Regions from separate parts of the Mus musculus genome. Here region 1 is linked to region 2. Evidence: chromatin contacts called from public HiCAR-type data. All regions are on one chromosome and are shown on one strand. The core of a region is the stretch at or near the end of the contact, and the rest is flanking DNA. Distances in the headings are between cores, read along the strand shown. Region 1 overlaps A830018L16Rik (RIKEN cDNA A830018L16 gene). Region 2 has its middle 110 kb from the start of Prex2.

Region 1 (3,512 bases), core at 856-3,355, 620 kb after region 2:
AGAATAGAGCAACAGCAACTAAGCACAATGATTGATGGATCACTGTGACCTTTCAACTGATTGGTCCTTAGAGAATGAGGTAGTAAGGGCTTCCCATATCTACAGGTGGCCAATGGTCAGTCTGTCCTGTGGTTTTTCTGAGGAATGTAATTAGCCTCTCCCTTCCATGAAGGGAGGGGTACCTATGTGTTCCATTGATCTCACCCTTCTGGGGAGGGAGGGCCCTACATGTTCTAGGGCTTGGTGGAATTTTTCAAAGGCGCTGAGCTGAATTCCTCATTATAAAGTATGTTACGAACAACTGAGTCCATGATGCATTCAATTTTTTTGCAAATTCTTGTACATACATAGTCATTTTGTGTGCTTCCTTTCCACATTCAAAGGAATGAAAAAGTGTGTGTGTATGAATAAAGATCAAAGATAAACAAAAAGGAGCAAGGAGAAAGCATTCAAATGTATAATTAAACACAGTGAAACACTTTCTGTTTTAAATTTTATTTGCTTAAGAAGTATATTGCTGTGCAAAATAAAACAGATTCCTTATCACTAAAATCCTCATACTGCCAAAAATGATTTTTAGATGGATAAAGATTTAAAAATCTAAAGAGAGATAAAACACAATCAAAACCATAAATATGTGATGATATATAAACCTGTACTGTTATAAAATAAAAGTTAAAACATTTTATGGGGTTTAATGTTTATAAAGAGTAAGATTACAAACCAATGAGAGCTAAGTATGACAAGGAGAGTGAAATATACAAAATTGTTACAACACTTCCCAAGATAACTTACTCAATAGAACAAAAGAAGCTCTTGCCTTCTTTAAGAATAAAGAAATGACAAGAATTGTATCTTGTTTCCAGTCATGGGGAACAAAAACCACATGACTTTCTGTGTCACTGCACCCCACATACTGTCATCTATTGTGGCCATCACATAGGCATTTATAGACATATATTTTGTTTATGACTTTCCTCTATTTTTAGTTTACCTTCATTATAAGAAGGAATAACAGTATTCATTTTCATTGCTGTCTAATTTGTCAGTGGGTAAATATAAAACATTTATGTATTTACTTATGTATGTATTTTTTTTTATCAAAGGCATTTTAGTATCTGCATGTGCCCTTTATGTATAACCAATCAGAAACACAAGTGACTTGGGACTTATTATTTCCATCATAAATGAGGACAGGATTGTGGGACTGAGACTTTTAATCTTTTGGTTCTTATAGTACAGTTGTTGGACATAAAATGTTTTTGTTTTGGTGTTGGGAAACACTTTAGAAAGTTTTCTGATTGGGTGTTAAGTGCATAATTAAAAATACTAAGTGCCTGTCCTGAAGATTTGGTAATAGTTTGTGTTAGAATCTAGTGAAAGGGACAGGTGTCAGTGTGCTGTCTCCAAGTGAGCAGCTCCAAAGGTTGCCTGCAACTCAGTCCTCTGAGAAATGACTGATAAATAACGCTGAAAAACTGTTCACTTATCTTGTGGAAAAACATTTACAGAGATCAAACTGGCAAGCCCTCTGTATTATGTATCCTTTACCTTGTTGTAAATTAAAGGGGATACCAAGTCCAGTTTGGCTATGGCAGAGATGGTGTGATATGGTTCCCATCTATGGAATAGAACCAGCAGGACATGGGCCCTCATGACTGCTGATGGTTACTGTGGGCATAAAGCTTATTTGTGTGTATGTGTGTGCGTGTGTGTGTGTGTGTAATTTTTTTCAACTTCAAATTTTGTGTCTATGTTTCAGCAAAATGGTAAATGCTGAGACTGTCAACACAGCCCTTAAGTCTGTGGGAAAAACTTCTGAAAACCTGAGTTCAAAAATACATATTTTCTCAATTATGCAAAATATAAAGATGAAATTTGCAATATGAATAGCATAAAGAGCTTCATGGATCTATAAGAAACAGAGGCAGCTGCACTATGAACCAGTTTGTCAGAAAGATAGTAAGGAAGGAGATAAAGAGATTTAGGGAATGGAGCTCACAGGGCAACATTCCACTCACCTAAATTTCTTGTTTGTGCTTACAGAGGCAAATAGATTCCTGAGTTCAAGGTCAGCTACAGATTGAGGGAGTTTTGGTCCTGGCCCAGGTGTGATAGGAATGGTAATTTAAGGGCTGGGTCCCACCAACTAGCTTATTATCTGTGCTTAACAAAGGCAGACAAATCTCTAAATTCTTTTGTAATGTTAAAAAAATGTGCTTGCTCCTATTCTTTTGAAAGGGTTGGGTTGTGGGAGAAGGGATGCTTATTCATGGAATAATCAAAAGGGAACCTGGGGTAATGACTCTTGACATTCAATGGACGAGGTACATAGTGCCCTACCAACTTTAAGGATGTGAAAACTAAGACAAAAACAAACAACTTTGTGAAATTTATACAGCAGGTATAGAGCATGAATTTAGGTGAGACAGAACCATAGTCCCCCTGTTAATCCACACTATCTTTCCAGGTTCTCATGTAGAGCGTATGCAGTGAAATCCACAAGAGAGTGTGTCTGTTCATCTATATTGGTCTCTTGAAAATATCACTCATTTGAACTGCACTTGCAATAGACATAGGAACATCTACATCTATGCCTTAGATCATCAGTCGTGGAAGGAGGTGCTGTGTGTGCTATAGGACATTTCACTGTTATTATGCTAGGAAGAACACTCTGGTTTTTTTGTTTTTAAAATAAATAATAAAAGCCTAACATAAATTTTATTCACTGGAGAGCTTTTCATTTTATGGGAACATTTACATAAATCTGCTGCTTCCATCATGGACCTGTGTAAGTAGTTTATTAGAGTTCTGGACCAACTAACTATTTCTATGAGGAATGTTTTGTACTTGCAGAGAGTTATTTTCAAGTGACACTGTGGAAAATCATGCATAAAACTAAGTAAGTTGCTTCAACTGATTGCTATGTCAAGTGACATAATTTACTAATGGGAAAATTTTGGATGTGTGAGGTGACAGTTTCATCATTGGAAACTTCAGTGTTTGTCTAGATATTCACTTGAAAGCTTCCAATTCTTATTGAAGGACAATCTCATAGTACATATCAAATCTTCAAAAATTTATATTGAGAGGCTCTTTTAGATTTGTGTTTATTTTATTGCCTGGCCTGTGTGGTTCTGGGGGTGCCAAGGCATGTCTGATTGTTGATCTGAAAATAATAGTACAGACTTAACAAAACTATGGAAATATGTGCAGCTCTTAGCTGATTTGTAAAATTTTTTTGTACAGTTCTTTAATATAAAGTGAGTAAATTAATTTATGAAAAACTCTTGCTACCTGTACTTCTCAGGCTTAATAAGTGATTGACAATTTATTAATTTTTAAATAATTTTGTAATTATATTTAAGTACAGAAAAACCAGCACTGTACATTTAAGTTAATTTAGTGGGAGTTCTTTGACCTTTGTCTTTTCTAGCTTGGCAGTACAACCACAGATTTGCCTCCTGAGTGGCTGTGGATCTCATCATATCTGTCACTATAAAGCCTGGCTG
Region 2 (3,395 bases), core at 23-2,522:
ATAAAGTATAAATGAAAGACTATGTATAAATTAGCCACTAAAACATTAAAGTGGCAATTTAACTTCTATTATAAGCAAACTGTGAGCCAGACTGATGTCATAATGATAGTTTTAATAATTTATAATTCATAGCCTGATTCCCTTTATGGTTTCTCCCATGCTTTCTCTCCCCAATTTCTTCATTTTCTTTACCAAACCACTACAAAAAAACAAAACAAAACAAAAAACCAAAAAACAACAACAACAAAAAACATGCAGCCAAAGAAATGACTCAGTGGCTAAGAGTACTGGTTTTTCTTTCTGAGAACCAGGTTCTATTCACAGCATCTGCATGGTGCTCACAACTGTCTGTATCTCCAATTCCAGGAGATCCAACATCCACTTCTGGTCTCTGTAGACACCTGGTAAGCACGTGGTGTATAGACATCCATATAAAAGAACATATATACACATATTTTAATGTTTTAAATGAGTAAATAAAACCAAAAAACAAGCAAAATCAAAAAGTAAAAAGTACCAGCACTTGGGAGGCAGAGGCAGGCCTGGTTTACAAAGTGAGTTCCAGGACAGCCAGGGCTATACAGAGAAACCCGGTCTCAAAAAACCAAAAAAAAAAAAAAAAAAAAAAAAAAAAACAACCAAACAAAAACAAAAAACAACTCTCAGCAAAGTTCTAGTAACCAATTTCAACCACTGGGTTAATATTAATTTTTGATAAGCCCAATGATACATAATGAAACTGAAAAGGTCAGTTTAGGAAGTTTGGAAGGACACGAAAACACTTGCCTCTCTAGAAGGGAGAGGGTAATTAACATTCCTCAGACCACAGGGAAGAAAGCGACCTGCGGGTGGGGACATATCCCGCAGGACTGATTGTTGCCTACTGTCAGACAAGGGAAATGCTTGTCACCTCATTCCCTAAAGACCAATCAGTTTAAAGGGGGCAGTGTTCCACCAATCAAGTTGTGCCCAGTTGCCGATGCTCTATCCTGCTCCTGGAAACCATATAAAAACTAACTGAAAGGATGGTGGTGGTGGCTACCTTTCCTTCAGATCTGAGATGACCCCAGTGCACTGGAACAATAAATTTCTCTTGCATTTTGCATCGATACCGATTCCGGCTCCAAGTGGTTACTCAGGTGGTCCTGGGTAAGCTAAGGCTCCCCGGAGTCTTACAAAACTGAGTGATTTGCATCATGAAAGACTACCAGAGTCTGCGGCAAGAGAGACTATGCTGCTTTCAGCTCTGACTCACTTCCTCTTGCAGCAGATTCATCACAGCTCACAAAGCCCTTGCTTGCAACCCACTACAGCCATCACAGACTCCAGCTAACAGCTGCTTCCTTAGGTCGCTGAGCACTGGGGTGGGCACCAAGCTCTCTGAGAGCATGGCAAATATAACCTCACATCTACTCTAAAGCACTGGCGATTGCCTTGATTCCTGGGATTTGGGAGATAAACATATAAATTATCATTTATATGATATATAAATTATGTGATGCTTTACAGAATATATATATATATATATATATATATATATATATATATATATATATACCATATTATATATTATATGCATATGCATGTGTGTGACATATGCTTGTGTTTGACATATGTTCATGGGACATGAAAGCATACATAAGAGGCTGGACAAAAGAAGTAGACTAGAAGGAGAAAGAGGAAGAAATGAGGAAAGCAGAGGAAGAGGAGACATGAGCAGGTGAATATAAAAAATATCTTATACTTTAAGGAAACTATATTAATAAAGTTGATCACTATTATGAATGAAAGATTTCTCCTTTATACATTTTTATTCTTTGTAGATAATATCACAAGACTCTGGTGAGGTATTTTGAACTCATCCATGTACACAAAAACGCTATCTGCTGGTTTACCTTGCTTTGTGAAGGCAGAACATCTTCTCTTGTAGGTCTTTGAGCTGTAGTGTGCCCTCTCAGACAGTGTCCACTCATAGGGGATATAGACGTCATTTGGGGTGGAACTCTTGAGGTCTTTTCAAGCTCAGTCTGTTGTGTAAGATTACTAAATACTTCAGAGGGTCTTTGATAGAAGCTGTAATGGAAAGTGTGTGTGTGTGTGTGTGTGTGTGTGTGAAGGCAAAATGTTTTTGTTTGTTGTTTTTTTGTTTTGTTTTGTTTTAGCATAATTGTTCTTAAGATGTTTTACAAAGTGCCTGGCATAGAATAGGACTCAATAAGATATTTTATTTATATGTGCCATTTTAGAAGACCACAATGTACAGCTGATTTACAATCAGAAATGTGTCTGAGTTAGGCAGATTTGAGCTGAGCATCCACTCAGCAAATGCTGTAGCCAACCCACTACTTTTCAGTACTGATATCAACTGAGAGTTTAACAGTGACCCAAACTGAACACAAGCATTTATAATTTAGACAGGCAAGTGAAATTCACTAAGCAATTATGTAAATATAAATTTACATAAATGCAATCCAAATATCCAAATAGAAAATGGCAAAATACATTATTCCATTTGATTTAAAATTCAGTAACTATTAAAATTATTACAAAGAACTGCTTTATGAGTGTTATAACATTGCATGTTCAAAAATGTGAGATACAAAAGCACAGAGTGTAACTCTAATTATATAGGAACAAATACATGTTTATGGATAGGAAAGTTGATTACATACCACATCAAGTAGAGTTTATTGCTGGTGATTGTATTATGAAGCATAAAGACAAGTGATTTGTAGGAGAGCCAGGAGGCAAGTAGATTTGTTTTTCTAATGTTTGCATTTATAATTGGGCAATTTCCATGCTTAAGATGAGAAAGTAACATTTTAATCTCTATTCTTTCCTTTCCCTAGTCATTTCCTTTGGAAGATGGAGTGAGGAATAAGATTAAGGTGCCCAAGGACTCTTCTGATTAAATGGGACAAGAAGTGTCCTGATGAAGGTCTTCATAATGGGACTGGAAGAGAATTTAATTGTCTGAAAAGATTATTCGTTTTCTGCTGTTAGTTTTGTTTTTGTTCATCAATTTTTTTTCTTTTTTTTTCCATTTTTTATTAGGTATTTAGATCATTTACATTTCCAATGCTATACCAAAAGTCCCCCATACCCACCCACCCCCACTCCCCTACCCACCCACTCCCTCTCTTTGGCCCTGGCGTTCCCCTGTACTGGGGCATATAAAGTTTGTGTGTCCAATGGGCCTCTCTTTCCAGTGATGGCCGACTAGGCCATCTTTTGATACATATACAGCTAGAGTCAAGAGCTCCGGGGTACTGGTTAGTTCATAATGTTGTTCCATCTATAGGGTTGCAGATCCCTTTAGCTGCTTGGCTACTTTCTCTAGCTCCTCCATTGGGAGCCCTGTGATCCATCCATTAGCTGACTGTGAGCATCCACTT

The links. HiCAR-type assays count read pairs that join an accessible place to other places.
Region 1: a HiCAR-type map of embryonic stem cells shows a contact between it and region 2, with 5 times the contacts expected there. The contact joins two enhancer-like sites. A contact is called at or near these places in 2 of 115 datasets of contacts at active chromatin or transcription factors (both in embryonic stem cells) and 1 of 9 other capture datasets (embryonic stem cells).

The regions. Positions count from the first base shown.
Region 1 is chr1:11,499,641-11,503,152 of GRCm38.p6, forward strand. All of the region lies in intron 1 of A830018L16Rik (RIKEN cDNA A830018L16 gene), which reads left to right. Among named protein-coding and RNA genes, the nearest start is that of A830018L16Rik, 87 kb to the left of the region's middle. Within about 2 kb of position 2,106, at least 7 of the 459 cell types and tissues checked have an H3K27ac peak or open chromatin away from gene starts, as enhancers often do. A contact at or near this core is called in embryonic stem cells, where this site is marked.
Region 2 is chr1:10,879,254-10,882,648 of GRCm38.p6, forward strand. No RefSeq gene overlaps it. Among named protein-coding and RNA genes, the nearest start is that of Prex2, 110 kb to the right of the region's middle. Within about 2 kb of position 1,273, at least 75 of the 459 cell types and tissues checked have an H3K27ac peak or open chromatin away from gene starts, as enhancers often do. A contact at or near this core is called in embryonic stem cells, where this site is marked.